Linked DNA regions of Sus scrofa: region 2 is linked to region 1. Evidence: chromatin contacts called from public Hi-C data. All regions are on one chromosome and are shown on one strand. The core of a region is the stretch at or near the end of the contact, and the rest is flanking DNA. Distances in the headings are between cores, read along the strand shown.

Region 1 (5,430 bases), core at 2,087-4,586:
GTTCTCAGAGTAGCGGATGTCCCTTGGGTAAGGGCTGGTGGCTGTCTTATTTTGGCATGTTTGGGTTTGGGAAAATTAATTAAACCCAAATTCTCATATGGTTTTGGAAAATGATGACTGTTACAAACACACCGAAAGGTAGAAAAGCTGTTCACACACTAATCAGACGTGTGTGGGCCAGACGTCTGTCACGTGCTGTAGAACTGGGAAAGAACGATATTAAGGGTAGTTTTAGAAGCATCTCTAAGGATGGTTACTGATACAAGGAATTCTTGGCAAAGTTGCATCCAGTTTGTATTTAGTCCTTGCCCATTTTCTGGAGTCTCACCTACTCTGTCCCTAGGGCGGGGACACTGTTCCTTTCCTTTTCCATCTGTGCACTCGCTGGATTTGCCTTCCTGTGAAATAGGTCGTATTCCCCAACTACTGCTTCTCTCCCCTGGACCTCAGTCTCTCTTAGTTGTAGAGTTTTCTTTGGTGGTGGAAGGTGGAGCGGGGAGGAGGGCAGGCGGGTTGAGAGACAAAGCGATTTTTCATCACTTTCCCCCCAAACCATATTCTTGCTTTATGGCCTGTGTACCCACCACGTGGACTTCTTAAACATTAGTGTATTTCCACGTTCGTAAGAAATCTCTGCCGGATGTCCCAGCCTCTGGTCCTTCTCAGACCATCGTCCTCCCTTCTGCAGAGGTTGCCACTGGGCAGTTTATCTTTTTCAGAAATATTTTCATAAACCACATCAGCTCTTAAGTAATCAAAGGAGTGAAATTTAGGAGGAAAATGTGTATGAGCAGAAACTTGAGACCACACTAGAGGTTATTAATTAGTGATAAAACTGATTCTGCATCGAGGTCTCTTTCGTCTTTCTGTCAGGGAGTGTTCTGCACTGATCGTTTAATGACGTCCTTGTTAAAAACATCATAAAAGCTTGAGAACCTGGGCTGTAAGGAGACACACAGGAGTAATTTTCCTTTGTTAAAATCCACTAATGGGTGTCAAACTGTGATTATGGCTTGATGACAAGGGACCAGTGGGTGCCCAGAATTCCGTGTTTATGGGGCTGGGTTGTTGGCACGCATAGGCACCAGCGGCCAGCAGCACTGAGACCAGCCAGCTCTTTTATCCTTAGTAAATTTGCCATCAAAGAAGAGGTCAGTGCCTTTAAATTTTAGATAATGCCTAGAATTCATGTAGACTTGAGTCTGCACTGCCCAGTTAAAATGGGGTACTGTTGATTAAATCGTCTTGTTTCTGTTTGCTCTTCTCTTTGGTTCGCACATGAAGGGCTGAAGCGGTTGCAGCAAAGATCGTGAATCTTTTTAGGGTTCAAAATATGAGTAAAATTATTTCAGAAATCATGAAAATATTTTGCATTTATATATAAGAAAGTCAGCTTTTTGGAGGACTGTATTTCTGGGCACTAACTTAAGTGTTTATTTGTGGGCTACGAAAAAGGGTCCATGTCTGGGCTGTGTTAGAGATTTCTTATTTCAAGGGGAGACCTTCTTCGCCGCATGCCCTCACCCTACCCCGTCCCATTCCCCTGGCTAAGAAGCGAGTTTTTCTTCATGGACCAGGTAAGATTGGGGCAAACACCCTTTCTCTTTATTAATATAAAAAATGTGTTTTTCTAATGGTATCTTGATATTTAGGATTTTTTTAAAATATGGAAGGCGTATTTCCTTGAAGGCTATGGCGAGCCTTTTTCTCCAACATAGATATTCCAGTTCCTAAATCTGCATAGAACCATGAAGAAACTATTTTTAACTTCCCAGGCCTTTTCCTTACATTCATTAACTCACATGCTCGTGAAGGAACTCCTGTGTCTACTGGACGTTCGGCTGCCTTTGCTCTGCTTTCGTTATAAGTTGAGCTTTGAAATGAAGATTTATTCATTTTTCTAATATTCATGCTGTGAGTTTCGACTTTCTGCAGAGCACCTGTTATCTCTTCTAGTCTTCTCAATTTTCTTCGGGGTTTGTTTCCCTTTGAGCACCAGCTGCAAGCACCAGGGGTCTGACCGCCTTTCTGAAAGGAGTTAGTATTTGAAGTTCTCTTGAAGGAGAATGGGATCTGATCAGGGGTTTTAAGAGTGGGGAAGAATTTGACAGGGGAAATTCAGGCGGAGAGTAGGACATGATCAGAGGTATGCAAATGGGGCGCGTGAGGTCTTTTTAACATATGAGATGGGTTATGACATGTTGAAAGTGTACAGTACTCTTAGGAAGTAGGGGCGTACCGTTGGGAAGACAGGGAGCAGAGAGTGGAATGTCATGGATTCCGGGGCATTGAATAATGTTAAATGTTTGCCATGTGTGCACGTCTGTGTTAGGCCCTTGATGAAATGGTCTCTCTTAATTCTTACAAACGGTTCTGTGTCACAGTTGTTATCCTCTGATGGAAGTGGGGCTTAGGGAGGTTACAAAGGTTGAAAAGACCCAAACAGCTAAGAGGTTAGATTTGACCCGTGTCTCTCTTGGACGATGTTGCCGTCTTAGGTCTCCCTAGTTGAGTTGCTGTGCAGGGACCTGTAGATGCTGTACGAGAACTTCTTACGGACTCGGTGATGATTGATTACTGGACCGAGGGAAGAAGCGGCGTTATTAATGTGCTGATAAGCTTCAGAAGAACTTCAAGTAGAAACACAGTGCTACGGGGACAGAACCGACGGCCCAAACGAGTAGAAACGCACTGTTACGGGGACATGAACCGATGGCCCCGAAAGGAAGACTCCATTTGGATAACAAAACACCTTCTTAGTATCCGAGGCTCTGAACGACACTAGAGCGTCTCTGGGACAGAAGCTCGCCCCGGTGCTGTGCTCGGGGCGAACCCATTACTCTGTCTGGGCCGGAGCTGTTTGACAGCTTAGCTCTGGGCCAACAGCATCTGGTTTGAATAATAATACTGCAGCTACCTACCCGCCTCTTGGCTCCTCGACTTTAGACGCTGATTCACCTGAATTTGTTTTCATTGTTTTCTAACCCAGAGATAGCATGGCACGTGTCTGGGAGGAACGTCCAGCTGAATTGCTGTTGCTGCGGCTGCCGTGGTAGATGAATGTCTTCATGGAGCCGAGCAGTTTGCGTAACCGGCAGCATGAGAGGGGAAGGATTTTAGAGCTGAAGGGATCTTCTGACTGTCCAGTAAGGTCTCGTGTGCCGGCAGGGCAGGTGAAGCGTGCAACGAGATGGGGTGGCGGCGGTGACTCATTCGTTTCAGGCTTGCAGAGCTAGGACGAGACCTCTTTGTACCAAACTGCACTGCCTCAGTATTTGGAAGGTGTTACGGGGGCCGGGTGCTAATGGTGGGCCCTCTTACTGTTCACGAGGCCCGGCTCCTGGAGCGGTGGTCTCACTGGGTGAGCCGTAGGTATTGGCTGGGTCTTTCACACAATGCATACATTGACTGCTCTTTGAAAACCACTGGCTGGAGAGCCTGTCACATCAAGGGCTTCTTTAAGCATCAGACATAGGCCCCGTGGCTAGAAACATGCAAAAGGTTTTGGAAGCCAGTATCCAGAAAACAGGTAGCTTAGTAGTCTAGTTAATGATTGCATCGCAGAGGGATGCCAGGAAGGTATCCTTTCCGCTGCTCACAAAGGACCTGGGATTGGATGACCACTTACGTTCTCAAAACCCAAGTAAACAGTGAAACGTGGGAGAGCTCGGATTTTTTCCACCTGACTTTTTGGTTTTGGCTGTACCCTCAGCATATCCAAGTGCCCGGGCCAGGGATCGAATCCGAGCTGCAGCTGCAGTCGGTGGTGCAGCTGCAGTGCTGGATCCTTAACCGCTGCCCTGGCTGGGGATCGAACCCATGCCTCAGCAAGGACCCGAGCCACTGCAGAGACAACCTGGATCCTTAACCCACTGTGCCACAGTGGGAACTCCCACCACACAGTTATTCTTACGGATATACAAATTCTGAGATTTTATTGCAAACCAGTGAATTAGCCTGTTTTAGTTGCATGGACGCCAGTAAGAAGACATGAGTATCAGCATTTTTGCGTCAGTTTCCTGAGCTCCACCTACCATCGGTGACCTGAAGTGGGCTGGATGACACTGCACACAGAGAGCAGCCCTGAGTTTAGGGAGCACAAATGTTTGCTTTAGAGGGAGGCTCTGGCTCTGTCCTCCAAGGTCACTGTTTTGCAAGCACCTGGAGCAAAGAGCGGACTTCTGCTTTCAGGGCACGCAGAGCTATGAGACCAGCACAGAACCGTCTCTGCAAAGATGTCTTAATATATGTATTCACACATACCCACTCTGACAAGATCCCTCTGTAGAAAGCTTTATATAATGGTGTATATGTATATATAAAATTCCTTGAAATCTCCGTTGATAAGAATTGGGCAGGGAGAGGGCTTGAGCAGCCACTGTTTTGGGTTATTAACTGAGTGGGTTTCTCGCTTTAAGAAATAAATATGCAAGTGATAATTTCCTTTTGTGGAAATTCAGAATTAAAAATTTTCCTTTTGAATCAAGGTTGTCCCACATTCAGAGAAAAGTAGGCCAATAGAGAATCTTCAGGAAAAGCCAGGATTCTTCCAAAGCAACAATTTCTTTGTCTGGTTTAGTGTTAAAAAGGAATCAGTTGAGTCCTCAAAGTTCTTTACAACATAGATGCCTAGACCCGTTTCGCTGGAAGATAGCGTCAAACAAGTGTTCCCCGTGGGCCATTGTGGCTGTGGAAAAACACCGGTAATGCGCCCATAAAAGTCTGGTTTCGAGCAGCGTAAACCTGCTAGAAGGAGCTGATGGTAAAGGAACTTTCCCTTCAGATTATCTCCTCGTGATGCCTTTACTTCCAGTCAGTGTCTGTGATGGGACTTTTTGCTCTGCTGTCTAGAGTTATGATTTTTTTTTTTTTAAGCAAAATCTGTCATTTAGGTGGAAAGGATTGGTGTCTTTACGGGGCACCGCTAAGAAGATCTTCCCACCAGGAAAAATACCACTTTTACCCTCTGGCGCTCATCCCCATTGTAGCTATTCTGCATTTAGAGAGGTTTATACTGCTGCGTGATTTCTTCTCTTTGTACTTTGAGTAGTATTTTCTTGTTAGTTACATGCAGAACCTTGCTAGCTGAATTTAAGGGATTAGGAATGTATTCAGAAACTGTAGAATAGGACTTTTCTTCCATCCCTGAATCTTTGGACAATAAAAATGAATTGTATTTAAATTGAAATCATTTACAGTGTATCATTTGAAATTACAGGTGAGTCATGGCTGTGAAAAGGTCTGCCACATTTTGTTCTTTCTGTTACGAAGGGGGAGATAACCTAAATTAGCAAGCGTTGTGGACTACAAGTCGTAAGTGTGTGCAAAGTGAATTTTTAGGTAGTGAGCAAATTATGAGCATCTAGTTTAACTTTTTTGAATAAATTTTGTCATCTTAAAGAGCAGTGAGAGGAGTTCCTGCTGTGGCAC
Region 2 (5,430 bases), core at 852-3,351, 68 kb before region 1:
TAGACTGCTATCTCTACTTTATTTACTTGTTATCTGAGGTTCTATCTGGTTCCTTCGTTGGGAACATCCTCCTCTGTCTTGTTTTGCTCTGTTCTGTTATTTCTATGTGTTAAGTGGGTCAATTAAGTGGCCTTATGTAGAAGAAAGTCTATGGGGCCCAGCAGCATGCTCCCTTCTGGTCACCATAGCTCTATGTTTTAGGGGTGCTCCCTGTGTGGGCTGTGTGTCCCCTTCTGTTGTGTGGCTATGCAGTGGTTACAGGAACACAGGGTGGGGTGGAGAGTGGTTAGGCTTCCTGCTTGGTTGGCTGCACAGCCTTGTGGGTATGGGACTGCCAGTCCACCGATGGGAGGGACCACGTCCCTGGTGCTAATAGGCCAGAGGGAGTATTCCAGAAAATGGCTCCATCAAGCACAGCATTATCAAGGTCAAACAAGCTCCTCTAAAGGGCTGCCTCCAGCATCCCCATCCCCAGGGGAAATCCCAGTCACCTCTTGTCTCTCTAGGAGGCTCTCCAAGATCAGGCAGATCTGACTCAGGCTCCTTTGAGACGGCTGCCTCTGCCCTGAGATTCGGAGCATGTGGGATTTTGCGGGTGCCCTTTAAGAGCCGAGGCTGTTTCCCGTAGCCTTCTGGCTCTTCATGAAAGCCCCGCTGGTTTTCAAGGCCAGGCGTTCTGCAGGCTCATCAGCCCCGTGCTCCCCTGACTGGGGAGCCTGATGTGGGGCCCAGTCCCTTTGCTCCTTGGAGACGACGTCGGCGATTGTAATACTCCTCCCGTTCGTGGGCCACTGACCCAGGGCTGTGAGCCCCACCAGACCGCGTCTCCGTCCCTCCTACCTGTTTCGTTGTGGATTTTTTTCCTCATATCTTCAGTTGTGGAAGATCGTTGCTGCTGCTCTTCAGGTTGTCCTCGGAGACACTGTAAGTAGCTGTAGTCGTGGCGATTCCGTGGGGGGCCCGGAGTGCTGGGTCTTCCTGCTTTGGCCACATTGAGCGCCTTCTCCAGGAGGACGCTCAAAGAAGGGCCTCTTTACAGCAATGGCCTCATAAAGCAGCCACAACCTCATTGCAACAAGATTCCAAGGGGTGGTGACGTACCCCAGGGTAGCGAGCCAGCACTGCTCCTAGATGGGAGTGGGGCAGAGGATGGAGCAGCCTCCCAAACAGAGCTGATGGAGGGGACCACGCACTAGCAGCTGTGGCTTTGAACCTAGCCGCCGAGCCTGAGGCATCATACCCCACGCTCTCTCTTTCATCTTTCATCTGCTATGTTCCTATCGACCAAACCCAATAGGAAGCCAGAGCACAGAGAAGCTCCGGGTGCATCCACCTGGGCAGGTCAGCCTCCCAGGACACAGACAGGGAGAGAGGTCCAGGAACAAGCACAGATATTGACAGAGCCTCAGGGTCATCTAGTCCCAAGGTTAATTTTTTTCCCCACAGCAGAAAGCTTTACTCTTTGTACATTAGACTTACGAAGGAGCCCAGTGGCAAGCAGGAAAGATGACGCGATTGGATGAATGGGGGGAGAGCAGCACTTGCAGGGTTCCCCCCGCTCCCTGGCAAACTCGAAGGCATGGACACGGAGCCCCCTCTGCTAGTGGGGTAGTTTGAACTGTTAAAGTTACAGATGAAGAAACAGATTCCAAACAGTGATTAAGTAACTTACTAAAAGTCACCCAGTGAGTCAGCTGCATGTCACCAGCGGGTCACCAGTTCACTGACGAGCACCATTCAGGCGCCAGGGCTGTGGTAGGGAATTCCCAGAAATGAGGCTGAGGCAGCGCAGTTCGAGGTGACAGTCCGGCAGCTCTCGGTCCCGATCCTGGCCGTGGACTTAAGACCAAGCTATTCTGTCTCTCATCCTTATTCACCTCATTAGTAAATTGGAAATAAAAATGCCTAACGTTTACAGCTGTTGGAGGATAAAGAGGTAATATTTATTTGGTACTTAGTACCTTATCTGGCACTGAAACCTCATCAGCAAACACCCTTTAAAGGGTCTCTGAAATTGCACAGGGGCTCGTCAGCATCCCTTGAGACGATGCAACCACAAGGAGGAGGAGGGAGCGGTCTTACAGGGGACATTTGTGGATGTTGCCTTTCCGGCCTTCCTTCCCCTTGGACAGCTCCTCCCTGTTCCCAGGCCGTGTTGCTTGGGGCGGCTGGTCCAACCTCAGCACCAGGATGCTGTGCCCCCGGCCTAAGCGCCTCAGTGAAGATCCAACTTCATAGCCAAGAGGCACCGATCCGAGGACGGGTACCTCAACCAAGCTGTCAGTTTAGAGTAAACCCTCGGATTTTGGCAAGAGCTGGAGACGCATGTGAAGCCGTCTTAGAGCAGAACCGAGGGCAAGAGCTTAGCGAATCCTGGTGACATACCTGAGCCCTGAGGTCTAGGAAGAGCCACCTAATAATACTTTAGGCTTGGCTGACCATGTGGCCTCTCTTGCAAGCACGCAGTGCTGCCCTGGTCGCCTGAAAGCAGCCATGGACAACACGTGAAAGAGTGAGGGCTGCTGTGCGCCCGTGAAACGCCACAAACACAGGCACCGAGACGCAGCTGGCCGGCTCCTGCTCCAGACGCACCTGCAGCCACACAGCCTTAGGGCTCCTCGGTGAGGTTTGCTGTTCAATTCGCGGTTTGCCTTTGGCTGCGTTCTGCTGCGTGCATGACACGGCAAGAGTCCTGACACAGGCTTCCCTTTGATGAAACATGACCCTTCTTCGTCTAGAGGGTCACAGGTGGCCTCCTGGCTGAGACGCTGGACATCTCAGTCCTTGAATAGAGGCTTTTGGGGGAGAAACATGCCCTTTCCAAGTCCATTCCGGTGCTGGTTGTTTGTCCCAGAAGTTGGGTTTTACCTGGTGTTTCTCTGCTCCTTGTCGCGGAGGAGGAGCAAGCGGCCGTGTGGGCCTCTGCCTTGGAGCGCATGGCCCACGAGAGACCAGATGCTCCCGTGGGTGATGGAGGGGAAACGACCTCAGACGATGCCAACTGCAAACCCTTCCGAGCCCTGCTTCCTCCACGTGCAAAGGGGAGCAGGGTGTGTCGCGTGGGGGGACGGGAGGAAGGGGGCCTTCAGCAAACTCAGGCCCACATTTACCACCTTCTCGGAAAGGACTTTGCTCGAAGGAGGATCGCGTGCTTCTGGGATCAGGGCTTCCAGTTCTTTTCTGACCAATGTTTTGCTTTTACTCAGGCTGTCCTGGAATTAAGCTGATTTATTTGAAGGCTGAGCTGCAGTCCTGATCTCAGAATACTGAGGGGCTCCTGCTGGCTGGTTGCAGATAAAGGGCCTGCGGAAGGAGCTGGGGTCTCTGGCCCGCAGGTCAGGAGCAGCCAGGAGCTGAACGGTGGACTGCATCTCCTCTGGAGAAGAGAAGGGACAGCGCGGGGTGAGATGCAAACGCTACCTGGTGCCCCAGACCTGAGTTGCCCTCCCTGTTAGAAAGAAGGAGATGATTTTAGTCAGACTGGGCTTCTTGTCACGAAGTGTCACGACTGGGTGGCTGAAAAACACAGGTTTGTTTATGACAGTTCTGCAGCCTGGGAAGTCCAAGGTCCCCAGATCTGGCCCCGGCTCGCCGAGGGCCATGTGCTGGTGGTGTCCTCCCGTGGTTGAGGGATCAGCTCTCTTGCGTCCCTCTCTTTTTTCCCCTTTTTTAGGGCCGAAGGTGCAGCATATGGAGGTTCCCAGGCTAGGGGTCAAATCGGAGCTGTACTGGCCAGCCTACACCGCAGCCACAGCAACACGGATCCTTAACCCACGGAGCAGGGCCAGGGGCCGAACCTGCGTCCTCATAGATACTAGCCAAGTTCTTTACCCACTGAGCTACAACAGGAACTCCCTTGGGTCTCTCTTTTTTTAAAGAGCAATTTGAACCGCTTATTCTTTTTGCTTTGTGGTTTTCGTCTTAGGTGGGAGTACAGTCGACTTGCAGTGTTGCGGTGCGGGTGCATAGGAAGGAGAGGCAGTTATACCCACAGGTATCTCCACGCTCATTCAACTCCTTTTCCCATCTGGTTATGACGGAGTATTGAGCAGAGGTCCCTGTGCGACAGGGAGGGGAGGGCTCCGTGCTTCAGGGAGGGGGCTGATGAGACGGCATTCAACCCTTTCATCTGGGCGTGCAGAGGGCTGGGGGATGGAGGCTGAGGGTGGCACGCTGGTGGGAAGCCTGAGCCTTGGCCTTGGCTTCTTCCTGAGCCTCTTTGTGTCTGGCACCTTGGCAGCCTGGATCCTCTCTCATTCCACGCTGAGGGCAAGGGCAGCTTCACTTGTTCAGAACTTGGCAAAATGAGGATCAGTGATTCTTGAGCCAAACGGAACCGGCCCTCGTGAGCGCATCATGGATAATAAGCAGCTGGATTTTTTCATCCCTGCCCCCAAGAGCGATTCCTCTGGTATAGCAGTAGTAGCTTCAGCGGGCATGAACATGGCTGTGTGAGATCATGCACCTTTGCCAGAACTTTCTCAAGAAAATACTTTTTTTTGCTTTTTCAGGGCCACACACACGGATATGAAGGTTCCCAAGCTAGGGGCTGAATCAGAGCTGTAGCTGCTGGCCTACACCACGGCCACAGCAGCTTGGGATCTGAGCCACATCTGCGACCTACACCACAGGTCAGACCTACATCACAGCAACACTGGATCCTTAACCTGCTGAGTGAGGCCAGGGACCGAACCCACATCCTCATGGATCCTAGTCAGGTTCGTGAACTGCTGAGCCACGAAGGGACCTCCTCCACTGTTTTTAAAAATGTCTCCTGAGTGGACAAGAAAATGTACCTTCAGATGTACGGTTTTCATTCGGATTCTTCTGTAAAACAAGTTTCCTGATAGAAAAACGACCTTCAGTGAGAAAAGATGGTAAAGAAATACCTATTTGAGGTGCTAAGCCCAGGAGAAGAGGCTGCTCCACGACTTCCCGGGCAGCAGAGAAAGTACCATCGGCGAGTGGAAAGGGCGCCGTGTGAGTTCTGCACGGGGGTCCCATGTGAGGGTTAAAATCCACTCCGGGTGGGTTTCTCGGGTGGGAGGGAACCTCGGGACGCACGGGTGATGCCTCTGGGAGAAAACAGAAAGGGGCCTTTTGGAAATCTAAGCTTTAAACGACATCACCGCCACTTAATACTGTTTGCACCTGGCAGCAGCAGGAGTGGGTCTCTAGGGACCAGCCCGTTGTGCAGATTAAAAGCGCAGCAGGTCGGGTGACTCACCCCAGGCCCCTGAACTCAAAGTCGGGAGTGATTGTGGTTTGGTTCTGCAGGGTTGAGCGGTTCGCGAGACACCCTGTCGGTGGGTCCCGTCCTCCGAGTCCTGGACAGGACGCCCCGGGGGCTGAGAACAGCGGGTCAGGAGGCGGCCGTGCGGCCCGGGCCCCTTCATGCAAGGGGCTGATGCGCCAAGACGGCGCTAAGAC

What was found. Hi-C and Micro-C count contacts between places; a contact is called where the count stands out from the background.
Region 2: a Hi-C map of liver shows a contact between it and region 1, with 5 times the contacts expected there. The contact joins two enhancer-like sites. A contact is called at or near these places in 1 of 5 promoter capture datasets (liver), 20 of 47 Hi-C or Micro-C datasets (alveolar macrophages, embryonic fibroblasts, fetal heart ventricle and 9 more) and 2 of 2 datasets of contacts at active chromatin or transcription factors (alveolar macrophages and skeletal muscle).

Annotation. Positions count from the first base shown.
Region 1 is chr4:129,230,872-129,236,301 of Sscrofa11.1, reverse strand. All of the region lies in intron 1 of HS2ST1 (heparan sulfate 2-O-sulfotransferase 1), which reads left to right. Among named protein-coding and RNA genes, the nearest start is that of HS2ST1, 25 kb to the left of the region's middle. Within about 2 kb of position 3,336, at least 2 of the 83 cell types and tissues checked have an H3K27ac peak or open chromatin away from gene starts, as enhancers often do. A contact at or near this core is called in fetal liver and liver, where this site is marked.
Region 2 is chr4:129,297,937-129,303,366 of Sscrofa11.1, reverse strand. No RefSeq gene overlaps it. Among named protein-coding and RNA genes, the nearest start is that of SELENOF, 42 kb to the right of the region's middle. Within about 2 kb of position 2,101, at least 11 of the 83 cell types and tissues checked have an H3K27ac peak or open chromatin away from gene starts, as enhancers often do. A contact at or near this core is called in fetal liver and liver, where this site is marked.